Linked DNA regions of Mus musculus: all the other regions are linked to region 3. The links are chromatin contacts, called in public ChIA-PET and promoter capture Hi-C maps. All regions are on one chromosome and are shown on one strand. Each heading gives the region's core, a stretch centred on a gene start, on an enhancer-like site or on the middle of the called end of the contact. The rest is flanking DNA. Distances are from core to core; before and after follow the strand shown. Region 1 has its middle 21 kb from the start of Mtf2. Region 2 overlaps Dipk1a (divergent protein kinase domain 1A). Region 3 holds the start of Dgkq (diacylglycerol kinase, theta).

Region 1 (3,123 bases), core at 312-2,811, 620 kb after region 3:
ATTTGGCAGCAAGTACTCTTACCTGCTGAGCCATCTTGCAAGCCCTGCTTTTTATTTTTTAGACCCTTTCTCTTTTGTGATTATAAAATAAACTTTTATTGTCTTTCTGTGTCATAAGTCCTTCTCTGAGAACAGCCTAATCTTTTGATAGCCACTGGGTACAAGTGTAAATTTTATCCCTGTGCAGATGGTTGATACACTAGTGATTACAAAAGGGGTGGGAGCAAGGGAAATATGATCTCAGACCAACTTTTACCACATTGTTCAAGCCCAGAGCAGTCAGCCCACCTGGGATCTTCTATACTGGGACCATTCACTCAGAGATGAGTGACTTAACCTTTGAAATGGATGGAGTAGCCAGCATAGCTGATTTTTTTTAATGTCTGAAATAAATATTTTAAATGTATCTCTAGAATAAACTTCCTAGGGATCATGTTGTATGTTTTCCTACACCTACTTTGCCATTTCCTTTATTTGATTTGTATGAATTCTCAGAACAGCTTCCCCACAAATATTATTAATTCTAACCTAATTCTAATTCTTTTAAATATTTAAAAAATCTCAAGTATGTAATTATTTGTGGGTCTATGTATATGTGTGGCTGTTGTTATGAACAGGTTCTTTCATTTCGCCATTTGGGTCTCAAGAATCAAACTCGAGTTGCCAGGCTAGCTGAAGCACCTTCACTCTCTTGAGCTATTTTATTAGCCCCGGTGAGATATTTATTTCTAAGATGGGGTACTTGGCCTCAACAAGGTGGAAGACATCTTATGTATAAGATTCTTTTGTTTTGTTTTGTTTTGTTTTGTTTTGTTTTGTTTTGTTTTGTTTTGTTTTGTCTTGTCTTGTTTTGTTTTGTTTTTCGAGACAGGGTTTCTCTGTGTAACCCTGGCTGTCCTGGAGCTCACTTTGTAGACCAGGCTGGTCTCAAACTCAGAAATCTGCCTGCCTCTGCCTCCCGAGTGCTGGGATTAAAGGCGTGCGCCACCACCGCCTGACTCACGTATAAGATTCTTAATGAGTAAGAATTAAGCCTAGCTGAGCATATAGTTACTCCTGTAATCCTAGCACTTGGGAGGCGGAGGCAGAGGCAGAAAGAGCAGAATTACAAGGTTATCCTCAGCCACTTTGTGAGCTCCAGGTCAGTCTAGGGTACATGAGACCCTGTATGGAAAAATAAGGAAGGAAGGAAGGGAGGAAGGAAGGAAAGAAAGAAAGAAAACAAAGTAAAGAAAACATCAGAAAAAGTGCCCCCCCACACACACAAATAAGTAAATAAAAATGTTGAGAAGAAAGAAAATGACAGAAAAAAAGTGGATAGGGTTACGGTTTAAAAAAAATGGGATGTGAATAAAGTGTGAATAAACGTGTTTGTACATGTCTCTGGAACATCCCAGAGCCAAATTAGAAAGCTTCTGACCAAGGCTAATAATATTAGCTAACATTTTTAACATTAGTGTAATCAGTGGGGAGAAGGCTCAAACATGCTACAGTGCACATGTGGACAACCCGAGGGGTGGGGTCTCTCATTCTACCACGTGGGTCCCAGGGTCAGTAATTCAGGTCAGCAGTCTTGGTGGTCAGCCACCGCCTTTCCCAGCTGAGCCTTTTCTCTAGCTCCCTGGCTGACACTCACTGCTGCCAACCACTGCGCTAAGAGCTCTACAGTCTGTCAGTGTCACACAGTCACACCTTTACTTTTCTCTGAGAAACCATCAGTTTGTGATAAACTGAAGTTTATGGTTCATGATCACACGTCAGTAATTATGGTTGTCTGAGCACTGAGGTTTCCTGGCTCCAAAATGCAGGCTTTGAAACGCTTTACCATTTGGCCTTTTATGAGAGAATTTCAGCCACTGGAACAGGATGTTTGTAGTGCCCTGGGTTGGAATTATCCCACCTAGACAAGGTGCTCTGGGTTGCTCTCAACCTGCTTTCCCAACTCCTGTCTCTATTTTGTGTTCTCCCATCCATTCCTCTTTCCCAGCCAAGATCTGTGGCTTCTCCTTTTCAGGGTAAGTCCTTTGATCAAACTTGACAATTTGTGGTTAACACCCAAGCTTCACCTCTCTGCTGGAATCCGATACCTTTGGATACTTTTACTCTCCCTCCCCCCACTTCAGTTTGATGATGCCCCAGGTGTAGCCACCAGAAAGCCAGATGTTGGACAACAGTTGGTACTATGAAATTAAGAGTGAATAATTCCCCCTCCCACCCCCCATCCCAGACAGGGTTCTTCTGTGTAGCCCTGGCTATCCTAGAGCTCACTCTGTAGACCAGGCTGGCCTTGAATTCAGAGAACTGCTTGCCTCTGCTTTTCAAGTGCTGGAATTAAAAGCTAAAAGTGTTTTTATTCTCCTTCTCCTCCTCCTCCTCCTCCTCCTCCTCCTCCTCCTCCTCCTCCTCCTCCCCCTCCCCTCCCCTTCCCCCTCCCCCTCCTCCTCCTCTCCCTTCTCCTCCTCTTCTCCCTCCTCCTCCACCCCCGCCTCCTTCTTCACCGAGTCTTACAGTAGCCCAGACTACCTGGAACTACTTACAATAGCCCAGAACTTCCTGTCTCCACCTCCCAAGTTATAGAAATACAGGCATGTGGCACCATTCATGGTTTCAAGTGGTGCTACGGTTTTGTGCTCATTAGAATCAGCACTCTATCAGATAAGCTAGAGCTACAGTACCATGTTTTTAAGTTATTTTATCATGTGTATTCATGTTATTTTAAATTTAACTTTTCCCTTCAGTTTTATTTTATATGTATGGGTATTTTACCTGTACATATGTTTGTGCATCTGTGAACCAGGCTTGTGCAGTGCCTAAGGATGACAGATTCCCCTGGAACTGGATTTAAAAACAGTTGTGAGCCCTTATGTGGTTGCTGGGAATTGAACCTGGGTCCTCTGGAAGAGCAGCCAATGAGTTTAACTACTGCGCCATTGAGCAGTGTCTTCAGCTCCTATGTATGAGTGCTTTCCCCACATGTGTGTTTGTGTGCTACACACGTGCCTGGTGCCCATGGAGACCGAAAGAGAGCATCAGATCTCCTGGAACTGAAGTTACAGATGGTTGTAAGCTGCCATGTGGGTGTTGGAAATCAAACCCAGTTCCTTTGCAAGAACAGTAGGTATT
Region 2 (3,130 bases), core at 49-2,548, 730 kb after region 3:
GCAAGCAGAGCAGAACTGCACAACAACATGATGTCCTCAGAACCATGCCTCAACTGAGAGACACCGTCCTGGCTGTGCTAACCGGTGAGCCAAATTCTTTCCATGAGTTCTAAAACCATTTATTATTCCTCCTGCGTGATCCTCAGCACTTCAAATTATCAATTGTCTCCCAAGTATTAGTGGTACTTTGTGAGGCTTAGGGATTAGTTCCGGGGACACGTGCTTGCACAGAACCTTGGGTCTGGTCCCCAGCACTCAAAAAATTAGAATGGAGGAAGGACCTGATGGAAGGAAGGAGGGAGGGAGGGAGGGAGGGAGGGAGGGAGGGAGGGAGGGAGGGAGGGAGGGAGGGAGGGAGAAGAGAGGAGAGAGATGGGAGAGACAGAGAGGAGAGAGGAGAGAGGCGTGTGGATGTGATGACTTAGCACCGTCAAACTGGGGACCTGAATTCAACCTCTGGTGCCACATGTTGGTTGTACAGAATTAATTCCCACAAATTGTCCACCACACTTGTCCTGTGGCACTTGAATACACACCTCTCCACACACACATACACACACAGAAAAAAAAAACTTTTGACTTGTGTCACCAATACCATTTTCCCTTTGTTTCATTCTGTTTTGTTTTGAGATGGTCTCACTTTGTAGCCCTGACTGGTCTAGAGCTCAAGAAGGTCAGCCTCTGTGCCCCAAGTGCTGACTTCCAAACTTTCAAACTTCATTTTCTTAGTTTTTCTTGAAATTAAAATGATACCATTTTCTTCTTCCCTTTCCTTTCTCCAGACCACACTCACACACCTCGAATTCATGGCTTCTTTTTCTTAAATTGTACATACATATATAATATATTCCTAAATATACAACTACAACCTACCTGCTCAGTCCGTATAAGGTTCATTTATGTAACTGATTTCAGGGTTGACTGTGTGGTGTTGGGTAACCCTTTGATGTGACTCTGAGAAGGCTGTCTACCCTGCTCATCGTTGCTTAGTTGCCTATAGTTCTACCTCCGGGTTGGGGCACTGATAGCTTCCCACTCTGTGTTAGCATACATTTTGGTTTCCTTGTTGTTCGTTGGTTTTGTCTTGTGTTTCATAAATATTTTCCAATCTTAAGTTTCTCCTTGTCTAGACTTAACCCTTGTGACTTAATTGTTGAAGAAATGGTCTCTTTGTATTGCATGTTTCCCACAGTCTGGAGTTTGCCACAAACTGTCCTTTGCTTCAAGGTTGCCAGTGCTACCGGCTGTCTCCACCATTTCCTGTGAACGGGTGGTTGCAGCTAGAGGTTTGATCCGATCCAGAGCTTCCTTCCTTTTCGGCTGTAGCCAATGGCAGCATTGTTGATCTCTTCTTGCACGGGGACTTTGTGTGTGTGTGTGTCTGCTTGGTGCACAGCATGCTTTGCAGGCTTTAATCTTAGTGGAGGCTCAGAATGCTAGCACGTGTCAGTTTATAGCTGATGATCACACTTCTTAGGTCCAGTAATCTCAAATGATTTTTAGACAGGCCTCTTGGGTCCATTGTGTTGCATGTGATTTAATTTTGTGGTGTGTGTGTGTGTGTGTGTGTGTGTGTGTGTGTGTGTGTGAATTCACTTAGTGCTATATAAAAATGTTTTGCATTAAAAGTGCTTTTACAATTAGTAATAAAACTCAAAGGACTCAGCCGGGCATGGTGGTGCCCGCCTTTCATCCCAGCACTTGGGAGGCAGAGACAGGCGGATTTCTGAGTTCAAGGCCAGCCTGGTCTACAGAGTAAGTTCCAAGACAGCCAGGGCTATACAGAGAAATCCTGTCTCGAAAAAACAAAACAAAACAAAAAACAAAAAACAAAAACAAACAAACAAACAAACAAACAAACAAACCCCTCAAAGGCCTGAATTATTTGTACTGGGATTCACCATCTGTGAAACCCCTTGAGGACAGATGTCTGAACTGCAGATAGAACCATTTCCCTTTGTGCTTGCTGAGTTGGGTGTGTTTTCCCTTTGAGCTTGCTGTCTCCTGCTCGTGCACCATGGCTCTTTAGTCTCTTTCTGCTTTCTCTGCAAGCTCATCCTGCTCACAGTATTCTACTGTTTCCAAGTGTGAGAAACTGGCTTGGGAATATAAAAGCAAAACTAGCTTTTCATTGTGTGTGTGCATCCTTAATTTATTCTGCTCAGTTCTATCTGTAGACCTCAGTTCTACTGTTTATTAAATCGAACCACTGGAACTCTAGATCCAAAAAGTAACTATCAGGCTGTGTTGACCAACCGCCACGTTTGAATATTGAATGGCTTGATCTATGGCTGATGTAGAAAGGCATCAACAGCTGAGATCAGATATCAGAGCAGCGCACACAAAACATTGCAAAGGGGAGCCTGTTGTGTAGCTTTGCCCATTGGCGTGCAAGGAATAATTTTTGCTTTTCTTTCTTTTTGTTTTTCTTTTTGTTGTTGTTTTGCTTTGCTTTTCTTCTTTGAGACAGGATCTTATATAGCCTTGTCTGGCAACTCAGTATAACTAACAATGACCTTGAACCTCTGATTCTCCTACCTCTACCTCCCAAGTGCTGGAATACAGGTTTCTACCAACATACCTGGATAAATCTTATTTTTACAGACTTGTGTACACACACACACACATACACACACACACACACCAGATCAGGCAGGGTTTTCCTATGTAGTACTGGCTATTTGGGACTCAGGGTTAGTGTTAAGAACTTGCTCTGAGCCGGGCATGGTGGCACATGCCTTTAATCCCAACACTTGGGAGGCAGAGACAGGCGAATTTCTGAGTTTGAGGCAGGCCTGGTCTACAGAGTGAGTTCCAGGACAGGCAGGGCTACACAGAGAAACCCTGTCTCGGGAAAAAAAAAAAAAAAGAACTTGCTCTGTAGACCAGGCTGGCCTTGAACTCACAGAGATCCACCTGTCTCTGCCTCCCAAGTGCTGGGGTTAAAGGAGTGTGCCAGCACTGCCTGGCTAAAATATTAAGTATTACTATGATTATTCATAAAGACCTTTAAAATTCTCACTTGAAACAGTGTTTTGTCTGCTCGCCTGGTCTAGAAGTGGTGTTGTGCTTTATTGAGTAAGTGGCCTGAATGGCATTGGAGATGCCGAACGTACATCCTGAAAGGGTA
Region 3 (3,167 bases), core at 473-2,972:
CTGGTCTACAAAGTGAGTTCCAGGAAGAAGAAGGAGGAGGAGGAGGAGGAGGAGGAGGAGGAGGAGGAGGAGGAGGAGGAGGAGGAGGAGATGATGGAGGAGTGATTGGGAATCAAATCTGGATCTTTTGTAACAGAGCGAAACCCAAAAGTAGCTTATTCTACAGTTGAGCTGTTATTTCCTTATTAGTGATAAGAGGGGAAGTATTGCAAGATATTTAATCAAACTGTAAACCCTGAGACTGTGTTATTTACTGAACAAATCTTTTTTTAGTTATGATGTGGCTTAGCCCTTAGCACACATCTTTAATTCCAAACAATGAAGGTAAAGTTAGTTTATAGAAGGAAGCACCCATGTTTGAAAATGATGTCTGATTAAATGGCAAAGTGGTAAATCAGAGAATGATTTGACAGAATAGGACTGCCCACATCTCACAAGAAGAGAGAGGAAAGGAAAGCTATTTAAGAGAGAGCAGGAGAGAGGGGAGAGGAAGAGAGGAAGAGGGGAAGAGCAAGCAAGCAAGCAAACAATTTTACTGGGAGAGTTTTACAGAGAGAACAATTTAGGCATAGGTAAAGACAGAATGAGCCAGAGAATGAGAAGGAGTTAGAAGAGTAGAATAGATTGCTGGAGTTAGTTTGAGGTCAAGCAGGGCAAAAAGTCAGAGGCCGAGAGAGAAGCCATACTGAATCAGTCAGCTTGGAGAGGAATTTGAGCCAGATCAGCAGAGTTGAGCAGCCAGCAAGAGTTCATGAAGCATAAGAAAGGGTGAGCTTATTTGACAGTAAGTCTCAGAGACAAAAAACATTCTAGACCTAGTTTAGATTGTACTAGAAACTTCCAGGACTTGTTAAGAAGACTACTAAGGAAACTGAAGAGATGGCTCAGAGATTAAGAGCATTTGTTTTTTTGTAGAAGACCCTAGATCTATTTCTAGTACCTTCATGGCAGCTCAAAAACATCTGTAACTCCAGTTCCAGGAAATCCAGTTTTCTATTCTGACCTCCTCTGACACCAGGCACAGACAAAATGTAAGCAAATCAATCATACTGATAAAATAAAATAAATATATATTTTTTTAAAAGACAGAGCCTCTCTACATAGCCTCAGTTATCCTAGAACTCACTAGATAGACCAGGATGTCCTCATACACACAGAGCTCTCTCGTCGCTGTTTCCTTCCCTTGATGCACTCTGTGGCTACTGGGAATAGGCTAGAGGCCAGGAACTTTTTGGATCACCATTCCAGTAGTGTTTCCCCAACTCCAAAACAGAGTCGGCCTATAGAAGCAGGGCCCTTGAGGGCTGCTGACAATAGAGGCAGAATGACTCCTAGGTCCAAAGTCATAGGCATTGTCTGGACAACACAAAGCTATGGTTACTGTGGATGGCCTTCCCTTGCATGCAGGTACTCAAAGACCTGGGAACACAGTGGGAGAAAGTTTTGCCATGGTGTGTGTGAGGGTGTGTGTGTGTGTGTGTGTGCGCGCGCGCGCGCGCGCGTAGAATTAGGGGTTAAAGGAGCTTGTGGAAGTCCCACTGAATGTTTCCATATAGCTTCTCCTATGCTTATACGAGCAAAGGCCTCATATATCTAGTATCCTGTGTGGAGAATCTGGCGCTGGAGGTCAGAACAAATCCTCTTGGGCCACCATGCCCCTCTGTCTAGTCCAGAGGCCCCGCCTTTGGCAGGACGGCACCGCCCCTCAGGAGGCCCTCTCCAGTCTGGCCCCGCCCACGTGAGCCTGCGCGTTAGGTAGCGCAGTCGGAAGCCGGGAGCGGGCTCTGCCGAGGGCCCTCTCTACACCGCGGACCTGGCTTTATCGTGCGCTTGGAGCTGGGGCGCTCGGGTTGTGGATGGCGGCGGCAGCCGAGCCCGGTGCCCGGACCTGGCCGGGCAGTGGTTCCCCACGTCTTGGCAGCCCGGCCGGCAGTCCAGTGCTGGGCATCTCGGGCCGCACACGCCCGGGGTCAGGGCCGGAGCGGACTAGCAGAGCTATTGGCTCCGCAGCACCTGGCCACAGCTTTCGCAAGGTGACACTCACCAAGCCTACCTTCTGCCACCTCTGCTCGGACTTCATCTGGGGACTGGCTGGCTTCCTGTGCGATGGTGAGAGTCCACCCCGCGTCCTAAGGCCGCTCCCAGGAGCCGATGCCCTCCTTCCCGGGACACTGCCCTGACCTTTGAGACCTGTCCCTCTTGGCAGTGGGTGGGCACAGAGACAGACTCTGGTTTGAGTAGGACTTTCCTATGGAGGTGACACCCTGCTTTTAAGGTCAGGAAGGAGGGGTACCCTGGGTCTGGCCTCTCTTGACCTGAGATCTCAGGATTTCCTAGTGGGAGGTGGAGACCGAGTCGCCATAGTGCAGTGCTGTTGTTGTAATGCAAAGGCGCTGTAAGAGGCAAGGTGTGTGCTGAGGCAGTTGTTGGGCCTGGGCATAGAGATATGAAGGTAAGACTGAGACTTGGGGCAATGGGGCTCCCACTAGTGACCCGTGTCAGTGACTGGGGCAGCAGGAGTGGCTGGCTGTGGGTCCTGGGCATTCTTGTCCCGAGTGCATGCTGATGCACAGAGGGATTTAATGCTGCTCTGTTCAGGCTCAACTGCTTGGAGAGCTAGGCCCAGCCTTCTTTACAGTTGTGGCATGTCCCAGCACAGCTCCCACCCAGCTGCCAAGCCGGCTGGGCAGGACAGAGGATGGCACCTCTTTCTCAGCTCTCCAGGTAATTCCATGACTGCCCCTCTTTTTATTCTTACTCTTGTGAAGAGGCAGCTTCACAAGAAGCTGAGACCCAAATCTGTGGGGGACATCTGGGCCTTTGACAGTGTCACCTGACCAGGGTCCGAAGGTGGGAGCAATGAACCTGCCCTATTTGGGGAACACTAGTGTGCTCTGGGCAGGATCACTGAGGCCATAGCTCCTCACAGAGGCGTGTCTTCTGCTAGTGAGGATGGCAAGGTTGTCATGGGATCTCAGGGCTAGTAGTGACATAGGAGTGGTCACCTGTTTTTCTCTGTCCTATCTGCCCTCTTAAAATATCAGAGTCCCACTGAGATGGAGGCTGTGAGGTATACACTGACTTAGCTGCATATCTGAAGCTATGCCCCAGGCCGTACAAAGGTGGCCTAGGCAGGATGGTCCTCTGACTCACTTTATGGCTGAAAG

What was found. Promoter capture Hi-C pulls out the DNA fragments that hold promoters and counts their contacts. ChIA-PET counts read pairs in DNA pulled down with a chosen protein or histone mark.
Region 1: a contact with region 3 is called in a promoter capture Hi-C map of embryonic stem cells, with 2.9 times the contacts expected there. The contact joins the enhancer-like site here to the promoter of Dgkq in region 3. A contact is called at or near these places in 14 of 39 promoter capture datasets (the 3T3-L1 cell line, the C10 cell line, the HPC-7 cell line and 10 more), 3 of 15 datasets of contacts at CTCF or cohesin (embryonic stem cells, large pre-B cells and pro-B cells), 24 of 484 Hi-C or Micro-C datasets (B cells, the Ba/F3 cell line, the G1E-ER4 cell line and 14 more), 7 of 115 datasets of contacts at active chromatin or transcription factors (T-cell acute lymphoblastic leukemia, astrocytes, cardiomyocytes and 2 more) and 3 of 9 other capture datasets (adipose tissue, embryonic stem cells and liver).
Region 2: a contact with region 3 is called in an RNA polymerase II ChIA-PET map of memory CD8 T cells, with 12 read pairs. The contact joins the enhancer-like site here to the promoter of Dgkq in region 3. A contact is called at or near these places in 14 of 39 promoter capture datasets (the 3T3-L1 cell line, 3T3-L1-derived adipocytes, the C10 cell line and 9 more), 15 of 484 Hi-C or Micro-C datasets (the Ba/F3 cell line, the G1E-ER4 cell line, the N1E-115 cell line and 9 more), 2 of 115 datasets of contacts at active chromatin or transcription factors (astrocytes and memory CD8 T cells) and 2 of 9 other capture datasets (adipose tissue and embryonic stem cells).

Annotation. Positions count from the first base shown.
Region 1 is chr5:108,043,084-108,046,206 of GRCm38.p6, reverse strand. No RefSeq gene overlaps it. Among named protein-coding and RNA genes, the nearest start is that of Mtf2, 21 kb to the left of the region's middle. Within about 2 kb of position 1,561, at least 20 of the 459 cell types and tissues checked have an H3K27ac peak or open chromatin away from gene starts, as enhancers often do. A contact at or near this core is called in the P5424 cell line, T-cell acute lymphoblastic leukemia and embryonic stem cells, where this site is marked.
Region 2 is chr5:107,924,904-107,928,033 of GRCm38.p6, reverse strand. All of the region lies in intron 1 of Dipk1a (divergent protein kinase domain 1A), which reads left to right. Among named protein-coding and RNA genes, the nearest start is that of Gm26387, 19 kb to the right of the region's middle. Within about 2 kb of position 1,298, at least 78 of the 459 cell types and tissues checked have an H3K27ac peak or open chromatin away from gene starts, as enhancers often do. A contact at or near this core is called in the HPC-7 cell line, memory CD8 T cells and pre-B cells, where this site is marked.
Region 3 is chr5:108,659,385-108,662,551 of GRCm38.p6, reverse strand. Dgkq (diacylglycerol kinase, theta) reads left to right here and starts at 1,722. Exons shown (of 23, transcript NM_199011.2): 1 at 1,722-2,109. The coding sequence starts at 1,857. Idua (iduronidase, alpha-L) reads right to left here and starts at 2,221. Exons shown (of 15, transcript NM_008325.4): 1 at 2,054-2,221.